Linked DNA regions of Gossypium hirsutum: region 1 is linked to region 2. Evidence: chromatin contacts called from public Hi-C data. All regions are on one chromosome and are shown on one strand. The core of a region is the stretch at or near the end of the contact, and the rest is flanking DNA. Distances in the headings are between cores, read along the strand shown.

The links. A called contact is a pair of places that touch in the nucleus more often than the background predicts.
Region 1: a contact with region 2 is called in a Hi-C map of leaf, with 2.7 times the contacts expected there. The contact joins the promoter of LOC121208520 here to the promoter of LOC107944080 in region 2. A contact is called at or near these places in 3 of 34 Hi-C or Micro-C datasets (callus and leaf).

The regions. Positions count from the first base shown.
Region 1 is chrA10:4,295,018-4,300,247 of Gossypium_hirsutum_v2.1, reverse strand. It overlaps LOC121208520, which reads left to right and starts at 3,350. Exons shown (of 4, transcript XM_041079382.1): 1 at 3,350-3,425; 2 at 4,226-4,338; 3 at 4,567-4,620; 4 at 4,740-4,817. The coding sequence starts at 3,350. The coding sequence ends at 4,817. It overlaps LOC107937494 (p21-activated protein kinase-interacting protein 1-like), which reads left to right. Exons shown (of 6, transcript XM_041079627.1): 1 at 1-683; 2 at 1,314-1,605; 3 at 1,970-3,425; 4 at 4,226-4,338; 5 at 4,740-4,824; 6 at 4,941-5,230. The coding sequence starts at 27. The coding sequence ends at 2,034.
Region 2 is chrA10:4,008,324-4,013,242 of Gossypium_hirsutum_v2.1, reverse strand. LOC107944080 (F-box/kelch-repeat protein At1g30090) reads left to right here and starts at 2,994. Exons shown (of 2, transcript XM_041079612.1): 1 at 2,994-3,158; 2 at 3,633-4,919. The coding sequence starts at 3,698. The coding sequence ends at 4,813.

The DNA of each region.
Region 1 (5,230 bases), core at 2,101-4,600, 290 kb before region 2:
CAAAAATCTCCGCCGTTGCCGTCGCCATGTCCCTAATAGCAGGTTCCTACGAACGTTTCATTTGGGGCTTCAAACTGAAACCCCTAACTCATGACCCCCCTTCTCAATCTCTCACTCTTACCCAAATCTTCTCTTACCCATCCCACATCGCCCCCATAACCACCGTAGCCGCCGCTGGTCCAGCCGCTGCTTCCGGCTCTTCAGATGACACCATCCACATCTACGACCTCTCATCCGCCGCTTCCCTCGGTCCTCTTCACCACTTCTCCTCCTCCATCACTTCCCTCTCTTTCTACTGCCCTCCAAACCTCTCCTTCCCTCGTAATCTCCTCTCCGCCGCTGCTGATGGCACCATATCCATCTTTGACACGGAACCCTTTGTTCTTCTCAAGTCCTTTAGGTCCCATAAAAAGTGTATCAATGATTTGGCTGTTCATCCTTCTGGGAAGCTTGCTTTGAGTGTTTCTCGTGATGGGTGTTTGGCTATGTCGAATTTGATGAGAGGAAAAAGGAGCTTTTGTTGTAGGCTGGGAAAAGAAGCGACGATTGTTAAATTTGATGCGAGTGGAGACAGGTTTTTTATGGCTTCCGAGGAGAAAATTGGTGTTCATTTAGCGGAAGATGCTAGGTTATTGTTTGAGTTGGATAATCAAAAACGAGTTCTTTGTGCTGCTCCTGGAGAGGTTAGTTTCTCTCTCTCTAATTTTAATAAAAAAGTAAATCTTTTTAATATAGCTAGTAGCTTTGTTTCTTGAAGGAATAATTGTTGGAATGTGAAACATTACTGCTTTAAAATGTCTAGAGATTGGATTTTTATAGGCATGTCAGTTAAGGTTGGCTGCATGAGATTGTAAATTGTGTTATGAATTGAATAATTTGGTGTGGGGATGTTAGTATATAGGTTTTCTGTTTTGGTTGATTGATTTGAGTATGTGTTAGTGATGTTCTGCTTAAAGTTTAATAGAAAATAGAGCTAAAAGGTCAGAAGCTAGAAGCTCAACTCATTCACCATGTAGCTGAACCATCTTTTGGTATGAATCTACTGTTTGTTGGCGCCTTAGAAGATGGAATAAGGTCATTTTGATGGGGGGTATAGTTTTGTTTCAAAGATAGGGTGTTCTTCGAGATGTCAGCATCTTCCAAAGCTCGGATATTTAACACATTAAGAAAAATGTTATAGTGGATGAAGTTCTAGGATCCCAATGTTGTGGCAGTCTTCTAGTACTCTTAGGCTACTTGTTTCATGATGCACGATTCTTGTTTTCTCGTCATTTATAATTTGAATTTCTAAAGGCATATTGTGATTTTGCCAGGGTGGAATTTTATTTACTGGTGGTGAGAGCCGTAGTATTACAGCATGGGACACAAACAGTGGTAAGGTTGCTTATTGCATCGAGGATGCACATTCTACCCGTCTAAAAGGTATTGTTGTGCTTACCAAAGATGGTGGTAGTGATGATGAACCATATTTAGTGGCATCTGCATCATCTGATGGGTTTATTCGTGTTTGGGATGTTCGGATGGCTGTCAAGGAGAAGCCAAATCCATTGGCCGAGGCTATTACGAAGTCCAGGCTGACTTGTCTTGCTGGATCATCTCTCAAAAGTGAGTATTCAGTTTGTTCTTATGCCTACTGACTCGTCTGTCTAGTAAACTTATGGCCATATTGATGTCTTCCATTGCCATCAATATAACCATTCTAATTGTTTCCATGTGCTGTTAAATGATGGAAAACTCTTGCCTGAAATTATTATGGGAACTTCTTTTGATATGCAGTATTTGTGGTTCTTTCACCTCACAGTAACTTGTTTTGCTGACAATGCTAAACGATTATGACACAACCTGATTTTTTATTTTTTTTCTTCTCGGACATTTTTATATGAAGTTGTACACATTCTGAATCTCATGCGCTTGATTTATTGTGAATTGTAACTGCTATTCATTGATTCAATATATCTCTCTTTCACAGCTTCTAAACGACCTCGAATTGGGAAGAGTACTCCTAAAGAAGAGGATGTGGCAGAAGAAGTATAAGAAAATTTGCCAGTGAGCTTGAACTATGTAGAAGGGGTTTTGAGAGCTCTCTCATGGTTGCTGAAAAAAATCCTGTTTTTTGATTCACAACTGATAATTCTGTTCATATTGATTTTGACTGTCGAGTTGTATCATTTTATTTAAAATTTATTACTTAAATTGAGATTCTCATAAAATTTTCCATTATGTGTATGCACTTGATTGAATGTCAAACTTTAGAAGCTCAGGTTAAAATCCAATTCTTAGAAGAAGAGGGGTAAGAAGTGAGAATCTTTAGGGTGGGGAAATATCAAATATTAGCCCCCAAACTTTTACCACATCTGGTTTTAAAACTGAAATGATACAAACTATATTGCTGATTATATTTGGTATTTTTATGGAAGGTTTTCAAAACTGATCATGCTATTGGTTGTTTGATTTGATTAAATCAATCATTAAAAATAAAAATATATTAAAAATTCAGTTCCAACGCTGGGTTCAATTAATTTTTTTTTTCCATTTAATCTATCAATATCAAATTTTGAGTTAACTAATTTAATGTCCTCTAAATTGATATTTTAATTTACTTTTAGTCCAATTAGTTGAATTAGTCGATTTGGTTTGATTAACTTGCCTTGTGAACAGGTGTTTTGTGATTTGGTCCGGTTAACTTACCTTGTTCAATAAGTCGATTTGGTCTGATTAACTTGCCTTGTGAATAGGTGTTTTGTACCCTAAAAGAATATAATTAGAGTAAACTATTAAAATAATCACTTTTGTTTACATTATGTTACATTTTAATTATTTATATTTGAAATGTTACATTTTAATCACTTGTGTTTGAAATGATATTTAATGTGTCACGTTAATTTATTATTATACCGTTAATGACAATTTAAAGTGACTAAAATATTACAACATAATAACATAAGTGACTAAAATATAATATTTTAAACATAAATAACTAAAATATAATCTGAAAGTAATAGAAGTTACTATTTTTATATTTTATCCTTTATTTTAACATTCGAAAGCTCTATCATAGATATTTCCCAGCTGAAACAGGAACCCGGGCATAGAGTCGGAAAAAAGTTGTGGACTTTAACGAAAAGGCCGACAAAAACCCAGTTTTCGTTTCTTAGTGTACCATCAACAATGTAGCGCAAAGTAAAATATATAAAATCGAAATCCTGAAACCGTGTGGCCTCTCCACAGTAATAACAAAAGAATGCTTAGACTGGGTTATCTCTAACAGTTGTTTATCATTCTAAGGCATACCCCCCCCCCCCACCCCCAAACCAGAAAGAAAAAAAAAATTCTTCAAGAGTCTCAAGCCATGAGCCAAGAACAGAACCAACCTTCTCCTGCTGCTGCTCAGCCAGATCGGCGTCCTCCATTCGATCCCAGTCGAAGTACCCTTTTTCCTCTGTTATTTTTGCTTTCTGGTTTTTCTTTGTTTTTCCGTTAAGGGTTTTGATCTCTGTGCTTAATGTTTTCTTCTCTGTTTCTCTTTTTGTAAATTTCGGTTTTTATTGGTTTATGCTCTTTGATTAAAGAAGAGTGATCTTTATAGGTATCGCTTGGTAAATTTTTTTTTTGTTGGAAAAGTTTTGGGTTCAAAGAGCTGTGTAATCAATTGCTAATTGCGTTTACAGTACTTGAAATAGCTTTTATTATTTGTAGAAATTAATTGTTGGTATAATGATACTATGTGAAAGACTTAATTCTATTGCTTTAACCTAGATATTGATCTCTGTCTGCCTGGTTTTTTCTATTTGAGAAACTATCATTCAGTGCCTTCAATTTTATGCGAAGCACTCTTAGCCTTTTTTAAGAAGTTGCTTTAACTTGAAAGTATCTCAGTTACTTCAATATTCAAATGGTTATGGCTATTACAGTGTTGATGAGAGGGAGGGTTATGGTTTACTGTGTTGCTTGAACTTCATTTTTGTTGCATTACCTGTGGCTAACGCATATCTAAACACGGGTTTGGATATATGATCTAACAAGGATCTTCTAATTTCATTCACATCCGAGTCTGACTAATTTAGACGGTTTAACCTTACCTTCAGTCCACCAATGTGGTAGCTTGGTTAATAGATTTAGGATTTTTTTTAGCTGGGGATCTTTGAAGACCTTTTATGAAATTCTTCTGTAAACCTTGAAATCTCTTTGTTTCACCATCTCTTAAAACGTATGCATGTTTATGCAGTGATTGGCATTATTAAGAGGAAGGCATTAATAAAAGAATTAGCTGCTGTATACCATGGTGAATGCCTTGCATACTGTCAAGAACTTCTTGAGCTTCAGAAAAAGTGGAATGAGGTATTTCATTTATGTATATCTATTGAGTAACATTTTCAGTCTAAACTTCTAAATATGTAATTATGATTATCTTTGTTCTCACTACAATTAGTTAATTCTAGTTGCATATATACCTCTTCCTGCACTCTATAATACAAGGAATCTGTTCTATGAAGCCACAGCCCGGGGTTGTTATATTTTCCAATAGCTAATCATATATGAACTATTTAGAAGTGCTGTTAATTGTAGTTGGCCTTCTGGAACTGTCTGGAAATTGTACTTAAACATGTTCTTAGAAGTGCTGTTTTCCTAATCTTTGTGTTCATTGAGATCCATGGATGGTTTTCTCTTTGCTGTTGTTAAGAACCTATAACATTCTATGTTTTTCCCGCTATGGTATTCATTTTCTCACTATTTTACAGCCCTTTATTGATGATAAAAGCCCTGATGATTCGAGGAAGAAAATGAAGCCTCCAAAACGGCTAAAGAAGTCTCGCTAACCATACGGTAAGGTTCAAGCCTAATCTTACATGCAAATGTTATATCTATCAATGTTGTTTCTTTATATGCAGCTGAATTTATAAAATGCTAGTGTAAGGTTCATCATGTTGCCCAATTTACAGTTTGTTGAGTGGCCAGCAATACCAATCCCTCGTTTTTCGCTAGTGGTCAAATAGGTTAACAAACATTTGTACGCATATACGTCTATTTGCAAGATAATGTAATGGCTCTGAGATTTCATCACTTCCATTCATCCACATAAGAAACATCTATCTAGATGCATAATGAGTAAGTGGAGCCTGGAAAAAGATCAATCAGGATTTCTAGTTTCCATCATATTTCTGTATTATATGTAACATATTAACACATGATTGCTTGTCTAAGACAATCACAAATATGGTGTTTTTATACA
Region 2 (4,919 bases), core at 1,745-4,244:
TCTATATATTTATAATTTTTAGAGGATCCAAATCTTATCATTTTAAGAAGGCTAAATTGTAATTTTACCATTATTAATTTAAAATTTTATAAATTATAAATGGTCTAAATAAAAAAATTTCATTTTAGGGGGTCGGGCCTATGTCACCCCCCTAGATTCGGCCTTGGTTCCAACAACAGTGTTATGGGCTCATCTTCTCAAAGGAAAATACTTCCCTTTCTCTTCATACTTTGTTTCTAAATTATTGAGGTCCTCTTCATAGGTACGGAGAACACGAGAAGGAATTGGGTTGTTCAAAAATCTCTATTAGAATATAGAGATGCAGAGAGTGGTCAAGTCATCATGATTTGACATAATCAATAGGTTTTTGAATTGACATCTTTATGCATCTCTTCGTCCGAGTAAAACTCAATTTAAATAAAAAAATTAATTTTTTCCGAATTTCGAATTAATTATATTGAGCTATTCTAGTTATTCATAATTTTCAAATCAACCCAAATAAGTAATTCAGTTTTTTGAGTTCGAGTTTAGTTAAAATTTACAACTTAAATAATTCGAATACTTCAAGTAGAATAAAAAATTAATGTAAATACCCATTAAGTCCTTGATAGTTTAGAAAATGTACAAATTGATCCATCTCAAAAAATTTATAAAATTTCAAAATAATCTTCAAAATATTTATAAAAACATACATGAATTGAAATTTTTAAAATTTATTTTAAAAAATTCTTTAATATATATAATGATAAATTATAATTTTTTAAATGAAATTCCAAGATGATAAATTTGATGCTTTAAACAAGTAAACTATGATTGTAATTATCTTGTTTTTTTTCTTTTTATTTTGTTTTAAAAAAGTTTTCAAATGTATATGTTATTTATATTCTTTAACTCAAAATTTGATCATATTGTTGACAAGATCTGAATATGAATGGTTTAATTTTTTTAATTCAACTCAAACAATTTATTCAATTCAGTTCAATTTGAATTTTATTCCACTATCCAATAAAATTTCATTTTAAGTTTAGATGACAAAATATAACTTATCAACTCGATTAACTCATTTTTTTTCACTCGATTCGACTTTGTTCAATTAAATGCTCGCCCTTAGACTCTTCCCATCAACCAACAATGGTTAAGGACATTACTGATTGAAATTCAAGATGTATTGCGCTTGTAGTTCGCGCATTTGTTTGGCTTTTCTCAAAAGACGGTCCCTACAATGTTCAGTCCAGATACCAATGGCTCTCTTCACCGCTCCAACCTCAAATGGCTGTTGTCATTGTGATGCACAGTCATGCAAGAGATGGAAAACATTTATAGGGCCTTCATGTTGTCTCAAAGATTAATAACATCCCATGAAGGGCTTGTCATAATCCGATGACAACCAGAGAAAATCTTGTCAAGAGACTTTAGGGTAGTGGACCCTTATTGCCCGAGATGTGGAATCCATCAAACATGTTCTCTTTTTTCTGTTTCTTTACTAGGACTGTGTAGGGTGCATCGAAATTAGCTACAGAACTAGATAAGAAGGTTTATCAAGTCTTGAGTCCTGGTGAGAGGCAACATTGTGGTTTCATTCTACTGCCATCACCATTCTTCTTAGCCAAGGGTCGTGGTTAGCCAGATGTTATATTCAAGTTTAATTGTCAGTCTTACTCTTTCTGATTCGATTTGGATACCAGACTACTTCTATGAGTCAACATAATACTCCTTTTTTAAGTCGTTTCTCTCATGCTTCTTTCTCTTTGATCTGATTGAGTTGCTAAAAATGTTAACCTTTCATTTTTCATTTAAATGATTAAGTAATCTTTTTGAAATGCAATTTTTTTCATTTTTTAGAAAATTTAATTTAATTTTTTAAAAATTTTAAAATTTAAATTCAATTACTAAAAACTTTTCAAATATATATTGCGATATTTAAAATTTTAAATAAATATCCATATAATAATTATTTAAAAAATAACATTATAATAAATTTAAATATATATTATTTCTTAAGATATCTACTAGAGTGAATTTAGTAATTAATATTTTGTATTCCGTAAGTTTATTAAGAGGGTAAATATTGACAATAAATTTTAAAACTATTTCATATATAGAACGAGAATCAAACCCTTAATAATTAATTAAGGTAAAAAAAATTATTACAATGTCACCTAAAATTTAAAAGAAAATCAACAATAAAAAAAATAGTAAGTGCAGTTGAAAAAGAGAGAAATTTTTTAAATTACGAAAAGATTATAAGCAGCTCTTACGGGTTTAAAACACCCTTTTTGTTTTTGATCAAACTTTCCGAGGTTTCAACTTTGAACTCAAATCTTAAATATTTGGATTTGGATTGTGAAAAGACAGTTTTCTTCAAAACCCCGCAGTTAAAAGCGCGTGTCTTACAATGTTCCCAACCTTTTGCTCTTGTTTACTGGCGTTGGAACTTGGAATTACTTCTTTAGCGCGTGGTTTTAGACTTCCAGTGGGCCTACAGTCTGTACCACCATTCACCATTTTTTTTCCTCACAGAAATTTAATTTCTGAATAATTATTGATATTTGGAACTAGCTCCTATTCGCAGTAATATTCTTTTTTTTTATTTGAATCCAAGGCTTTTTTTTATAATTAAAAAAATCGAATTAATGGTTGAAATTGATTAAAAATTATTAGAATTTATAAAATTTAAAAATTATTTAAAATAGAAAAAATTGATTTAATTTTTTCAGTAAAAATCAATTTAACTTTATTCATAATAATATGTCTGTTAATTTTTAATTCAATTGATTTAACTAATCAATTTCATCGTAATTATAATTAGTTTTTAACTAATCGATTTCATCCTAATTATAACTCAATATTTGTTAATATTATTTAAAATTTTAATTATATAAATAAGTAAATTAAAAATATATATATTTAAAAATAAAAAATAAACAAGGAAGATTTTTGAAATTCATTTAATGATAATTAATATTAATTAATATATCTCATAAATCAGAATCATATACAGTCCATATCCTTTCGTTCTTATTTCCAATATTGGAAGAGTCCCATGGGGGGAATGGGGGGGAGGGGGGCAGGGTAAACAAGCTTAAAATCTCACAAAAAGATGGCTATACTGTTTATTTGATATAGCAAGTATTCAAGAAAAAGAAAATCCCATTTTTGTAAGTCTCCACATATCAGTTCCTTTCTTCTCATCTCTTTTTCTTCTTATTTATGCAATCTGCTTTTATTTGCAAAGTTATATTTATATGTTATATAAAGTATTTTCTGGGTTTTAGTCTCTTTTCTGAATTATATCATCTCTGTAGGCCATAGTGGCAGGGTTTCTTTCTTTTTTTATGGGTTTTTGGGTTTCTTATTGGTAGGAGCAAAAGTTTAGATTGTTTTAGGTTATATTCAAAGATCCTATCATATGGGTTATTGACTTTTCTTTCTTTTTCTTTTTCCTTTTTTTATAACGCTTTGTTATCTTTTCTCCCTGCCTTGGCATCATAGTGGTGTATATTAATAGAAAGGGTTAAAATTTTCTGTAACTTGGAATAGGTTCTTTGAAGTTTTGACTGGGATTTGGATGTTTAAGTTGTTCAATTCATAAAAACTGGGAATTTCTTGCTGAAACAAGGTTCTTTCTGTAGTGTTAAAAGGGTTTTAGATTGCTGTGTTTTGGGAGAGGCAAAGGGGTTGATTTTTATACCAAAAGATGAGGTTAGGCAAAGGGTTTCAGTTTGAGTTGTATCTTCAAGGGGAACCCCTTATTCCAGGCCTTCCTGATGATGTTGCCCTTAATTGTCTCCTTCGACTTCCGGTCGAGAGCCATACCGCTTGTAAAGCCGTATGCAAACGATGGCACTTTCTGCTTGGTAATAAAGAACGATTTTTCACTTCAAGGAAGGAACTAGGTTTCAAAGACCCTTGGCTGTTTGTGCTTGCCTTCCACAAATGCACTGGTGAAATTGAATGGCAGGTTCTTGATTTAACCAATTTTTCTTGGCATAGCATCCCTACGATGCCTTGCAAAGACAATATTTGTCCCCGTGGTATTAGCTGCGTTTCGTTTCCCGGTGAGGGCGCACTCTTTGTTTGTGGGGGGATGATGGCCTCCGATGTCGATTGCCCTCTTGACTTGGTATTCAAGTATGAGATTCAGAAAAACAATTGGACTATGATGAAAAAGATGAATACCGCTAGATCGTTTTTTGCAAGTGGAGTGATTAATGGGATGATATATGTAGCTGGTGGAAACAGTGCTGATCTTTTTGAGCTCGACTCGGCCGAGGTTATGGATCCCGCAATTGGGAATTGGCATCCAGTAGCCAGCATGGGGACCAATATGGCATCTTATGATTCTGCAGTACTCAATGGAAAGCTTCTAGTGACAGAAGGCTGGTTATGGCCATTCTTCGTCTCTCCAAGGGGTCGAGTTTACGATCCAATAACTAATACTTGGGAGAATATGGGTCTAGGATTGAGAGAAGGTTGGACTGGCTCGAGCGTAGTGGTTTATGGCCACTTATTCGTGGTTTCTGAACACGAAAGAATGAAACTCAAAGTTTATTATCCAGACAATGATTCCTGGGAAACAACACAAGGTCCCCCATTACCAGAACAGATATGCAAACCATTTGCTGTCAATGCATACGATAACATAATATATGTCTTTGGTCACAACCTTCATGTTGCCGTGGGCTATATCTCGAAACAGAATCAAACAGGCAGTTCCGAGAATAAGTGGAGATTCAGTGTCGAATGGCAAGTTATCGATGGTCCAAAACTTTCTGACTTGACACCCTCAACTTCTCAGGTTCTGTTTGCTTAGCTTGTATCACATATTGTCTATCAGTTCATTCAATAAATTGTAATTGCAGAAGTAGTATGCATGTCGATATATTTTTCCGGTCATGGACTCACTTTATTCTTGTATG